Linked DNA regions of Rattus norvegicus: region 1 is linked to region 2. A link is a contact called in public Hi-C data. All regions are on one chromosome and are shown on one strand. The core of a region is the stretch at or near the end of the contact, and the rest is flanking DNA. Distances in the headings are between cores, read along the strand shown.

Evidence for each region. Hi-C and Micro-C count contacts between places; a contact is called where the count stands out from the background.
Region 1: a contact with region 2 is called in a Hi-C map of Schwann cells, with 10 times the contacts expected there. The contact joins two enhancer-like sites. A contact is called at or near these places in 1 of 12 Hi-C or Micro-C datasets (Schwann cells) and 1 of 1 datasets of contacts at active chromatin or transcription factors (oligodendrocytes).

What each region holds. Positions count from the first base shown.
Region 1 is chr3:49,740,875-49,743,574 of GRCr8, forward strand. All of the region lies in intron 2 of Zeb2 (zinc finger E-box binding homeobox 2), which reads right to left. Among named protein-coding and RNA genes, the nearest start is that of Zeb2-as1, 10 kb to the right of the region's middle. Within about 2 kb of position 1,342, at least 36 of the 93 cell types and tissues checked have an H3K27ac peak or open chromatin away from gene starts, as enhancers often do. A contact at or near this core is called in Schwann cells, where this site is marked.
Region 2 is chr3:48,850,001-48,852,700 of GRCr8, forward strand. All of the region lies in intron 11 of Arhgap15 (Rho GTPase activating protein 15), which reads left to right. Among named protein-coding and RNA genes, the nearest start is that of Arhgap15, 450 kb to the left of the region's middle. Within about 2 kb of position 1,366, at least 17 of the 93 cell types and tissues checked have an H3K27ac peak or open chromatin away from gene starts, as enhancers often do. A contact at or near this core is called in Schwann cells, where this site is marked.

The sequences.
Region 1 (2,700 bases), core at 92-2,591, 890 kb after region 2:
AGAAGCACCTTCATGTAAGCACTGTAGCTGCTGCTGCTGTTTGTGTGGGTGTGTCCTGTTATGGCAAATCATTATGGATAATTAATTATTCTCAAAAGAAAGAAATCATTTTACTGGAGATTCAAAGCCATACCTTCCTTTAAGTTAAGATGGGTACACCGACCAATTCTGTATTCACTGTTCGATAGAAGAAATTACCCTCATACAGACGAGATGCAAAATTTTAACTTCGAAATATTCAAGTTAAAAATCTCCAACCTCTCCGAGTTTACGTTAGAATGTGGGGGGACAAAACTAAAATGATGCCCAGATATACAAAAATGAAGGAGAACCCCCCCCAAGTGGTAGTTACGGTAGGATGTATTCTTTGACCTACTGATTGGGAAGCTATCTGAGTCATGACTTTGTAGTTAAAATAGGAGCTACAACTTGAGTATGTAGCGTAATAGTCCCATCTCATCTATGTCACCAAAATGACAGCTTCAAGCCTCAGTGTTTCAACTTGGCTCCGCCAGAGAAATAATTTCGAGCACTGGTGAATCATTCTGATGATTCTGTCCCTCAGACGAAAAATGAAAGCAAAGTTTCAGTCAGGTCCCGTTGGACATGCTTTCTCCTCCCTACCCTGCGTGTCAGAGCACTTGCTTCTCTGAGGCAGGCTTCTGAAGCCCCATGCTAATGTCTAAGCAAGTCTGTGGTGCCCAACTGTTACTGGGCATGTCTTTATCGGCTCTCATACTTTCTTGGGTCACAAACACACGGTTATCTGAGGAAACATGGGTCATCTTCCTTCTCCTTTCTCTATTCAGCTCCTGTAACTTTCCTGTCAGAAGCCTTAAAAAAAAAAAAAAACAAAAAACAAAAAACAAAAAAACAAAACAAAACAAAACAAAACAAAAAAACCCCAAAAAAACCTACAGTTACTGTTGCTCAGAAGAGACAAAGTTTAACTTCTGGGTTGGCAATTGGAGAATAATTCATGAGCAGATTTCTAGCAAATGATATGATTTGCTAAATTTTGGTCTTTGATTTATATTTATGTAGTCCTGCTTCTGCTGTAAGGTTGTGCCAGCCTCAATTAGATCATGAATGAGATCATTTTAATTCAGCCCCCAAACTGTGACCTGACCATGCTCTGAAAGTGTTCAAAAAGTAATTGTAAGCCTCCTTTTGCTTTGAAAAGGAATACTGCATGCTTGGTCGTTCATACAAATAACATAAAACTTAATTATTGGATGATTTGGCAGAGGATCTTCTTGCCAAACAACAGTCAAAGCCAGCTACTGTGACGCTGGCACCGTGCAGGCCCTAGCCCACAGCCCCCTTGTGTATGGGTGTTTGTTCATTGTGTCTTAGGGCAAGATATTTCAAATAGGATTCATGGATCTAGGACACAGGGTGCAACCCAAAGGGTGTACCGTATTTATAACTCCAGTTTAAAAATGCTGTCTCACCTAGAAGGGAAGTAGATCTGCGCTGTCAAATCACCAGGAGGCTGTGACAAAGGGAGCTTGCAGCCTGACACACGGTGTAACAACATAGCAAACACCTTTAATTCTGTCATGTCTCATACCCTTTACTTTCTCACACATTTATGGCTGCTCGAACGTTGACACCTACACTCCCTTTGAAACTAAAAAAGGCGATCTTATTTAAGCCCAAATGCAACACCTGTAAAGTTATTCTTGTGCCCAACAAAAAATAACCATTAACTCCTTCCTCATAAAAACCTCTCTGCTTGCTTTGGAAAGTCTCAAGCTGGTAACGGGGCGGGTGCCTGAGGGCCTGACTCTGCGGTTCACATGACCTCTCTAGCTCTGACAGATAGGCAAGACTTCCCCCTTCTGAGGATGCTACGACTAAGATAATGTCACCGTCCTATTGGCCTTTGCAGCTTTTCAAGTTGAAGCCTGCTTCTTCCTCATAAACTTCTGGTATCTCTCACAGTGAGGAGAGAGACCCCAGCTGCTTCATTCCCTCTAGCGACCGAAGTCTAATATTTTAAAAGCTAGAAATGAAAATAGCTTTTCTAAAGATATTTCTTGGAATATTTAATGTGCTGCCTTGACTCCCCTTTCTCTATTTTTTTTTCCTTGCCAATTATAAACCACCATTTGGAGGGCTTATGAGCAATGTAAGCCCACCTCATCTAATTAAACCACATTGTTTTAAAAGCTTGAACAGTTTTCATGTCTACAAGACTTGTCTGAATAATAAACTGTGAGAGCCAGGATTTCATGTGCTGACTGCAAAGGGCCAGGCACTCAAAGAGTTAACCCGCATTGCTGGGTAGGTTAATATCACAGCTGCCTGGTACCTCACTTAACAAAAGCCTCCTTTTGCAAACAGACTCTCACCCCCCCCACCCCCAGTGTCCAAAGGTGTTTACTGAAGTAAATCTGCCTAAATCCTTCATTGCTTGAGTCATGGGGGTGGATAGGAGGGTGGATAGGAGGGGTGGAAGGTGTAGCTAATCTCTTTTTGTAAATTCTGTAAATCTTCTGGGAAAAAGGGGTGGGGGGATTAGGAATCCGTGTCACATGCCATGTACAATTCCTAATGTGTCCATTCCTGCTGCTTTCATAAGTGACATATACCACATAGGTGTTGGAACAGCTACCCAATAACAAACAGGTCCTCTCTTCTTTTGCAAAGCTCATATGTCTAAAGTTGTGTGTGTGTGTGTGTGTGTGTGTGTGT
Region 2 (2,700 bases), core at 116-2,615:
TATTTTATGGTTTTGTGAAATGAAGATGAATTTTGCCAGATTATTTAATAAGATGTTGACAATGAGGGGGCTATGATCCTCCAGCTCAGTGCAGTCCATGATTATATTTTTCTTTGAACTTTTACCTCACTACACTCTATGATTGTATTGGCTCCAATTTGTTTAGTAGCTCGGTTAAAAATAATTTCTTAAAACATCTAGCTAATTATCTCTTCAACACCTCCATTTGATCTCTGTGTGCACCCGGACCATGTCGGAGTAATTAAAAATGAAATGGAAAAGACACCAACAATTTATGACAGTCTTCCCTTGGGCCACTGCATGCGAACGCCATATATTTGGTCAATGTATTTGTAGGATATCTGCCCCCCGCCCCCATACCTCTAGCCTATTTTGTAAAGGAGTTTTTCAATACTGGAAATCTTATGTGACTTTGATGAAGTTAAAAACTATACACATTTTCCAGGGTCAAGCCTAAAGTTTGGACTGCTCTCTGCCCTCTCTGCCACATGTGAAAACCTAAAGGACCAGTGAACTTACCTGCCTTGACCACGTATCTTTCTTCATGTGCCCTGCCTCTCCACACAGACAGAATCCTATCCAAACGTGGTGGCTAAATGACATTATAAAAGTTACTCTACATGGGAATATTAAATGGTTTCAGTTTTGAAAAAACTCTACCATGTACATGATTTACATGGACGTAACTACTTCTCATGAACTCTGTAAGATGACTTTCTTCTGAGATTTTGGCCAAATTTGCCAAATCATTTTCCTAGACATCAGAGACAATTACCTCACGTACATTTGACTTGACTGTTCTAATTTGGCAAGAGAGTTAGCACCAACATTCTCCTGTCTCAGGTAGCAAAGGGTCTGAGAGGACACTTCAAAGGCAGACCTACTTTTGAGCTAGATCCTGCTCTGTCCCTGGTGGATTTCATAGCACTTATCTTTGGACTCAGAACCCTTGCCAAAGACATTTTCCTTCCTAGGGCGAATACCCCTGATAAGTTGAGATCCAGACATGTCTTAGGAGTTTGCAAACATCTATCATTATCAAAAGCTCTGTGAATTTATTGGTCATTCAAATACCAACTATCTGGACTTTAGTTTCACATTGCTTTTTCATTTTAATTGCTCTCATTTCCTGCCATGACCTTTGTGTTTCAGAGAAAGGCAAGCATTCCACAAAGGAGAGGGAGAGAGAGAGAGAGAGAGAGAGAGAGAGAGAGAGAGAGAGAGAGAGAGAGAGAGAGAGAGATCTTTTATTGTGAACGGCAGAGGAGGTCCTAACTTGGCCAGGAAATTTGCCACGCAGTCTTGGAATGCTGTTTTGCAGTTTCAAACGTGGCCATACCCAGCTTCCCAGAATTTCTTTTCTGCCTGGAGGATGCCACTAGAACAAGGACGGCCTTGTTAACAAGTTGCAGTGTCTCACCAACAAAACAGGATTTGGATATAAATCATCATTTCAGCTCCCAGAACTATGTTCTCCGCCCCACTGAAGGGCTTCATTTACATCTAAAATGGTGACCACTGATCCCAGGCAGAACTCAGAAGTGGAGGAATGCAGCTGCCATGTGCTTAGTGACTCCAGGGTTAGGGAAGAATGGCATGGCCAGCTTTAAGCACGTTATCACGCTGACAGAGAAGCACCTTGTGTTCGCCTCGGTGGATAGAGCGAGAATTGTGCTCTCCGTCCTGTTTTTTTGGTTTTTTTTTTCCTTTCTTCTGAAGAATACCTTTCCCCCTCCTTTCTCCCCAGCTGCAAAATGAAGGGTTGAAAATGTCACTTCAGCTAATGATGAATGATGTCTGACCTCTGGATGGGTTACTCTGCATTTTGTGCAATTCTCAATTAATATGAAAGATCTCAACTCAAAGGACTTGGGCCTTTAGGGAAGGTTTCAAGGATGGATTTGTGTGACCGGACAGTAGCTTGGGGGGTTTTCTGTTTGGGTTGTTATTTTGTCTTTGTGGAGTTGGAGTGGAACGGTGACAGGGTTTACTTTGTAAGCAAGGTAAAGCACCAAGTCTGCTGATTGGTTTTTTTTTTTTTAATGTGTGTTCTCCTGTGAGATTAATATCTTTTCTTCCTAGAAATCTTGTCAGTAAGCAGAGGCAGTTTACAGGAGGAAAAAAAAAATCTCAAAAGGGCAACTGGCCCACATGTCTTTGTTGTTTTTATTTGAATATAATTAATTATGTAAAGCGATAGTTAGTGGAAGATTAACAATTAGTAGGTTCTGTCAAGTAGTCACATGGAAATTACTAACTAATTGAGCGACTGGTCCTCTATGGTGTCAGAAAGCAATGAGTGTCCTTCTCATCTTCTTGCTTTGTTGTTCTCACAGACCTCCTTTTATTTTTTCCTAAGATGCCCGTTTCACAGCAGACTAATAAATAAATAACCCTGCTTGTAATTTCATAGTATGCAAAGGGGGTCTGAAAGAAAGAAAGAAAAAAAAACACCTGTTTTAATTAGCATGATGGTTCATTCACTTTTTTTTTTTTAAAAGCGATAATCCTGATGCCACGAACTGACATTTCTACAGCTTTGAATTTCCATCCGCATCTTACATTATGATGCTTCAGGACCGTCATGAGTTAATTATGTTAACTTGGGAATCACTGCTTGCATTCCAAATGAAAAACTTCAGCTTGAATAGACAGAAAAGCAGATGCTATCTTTCTTGT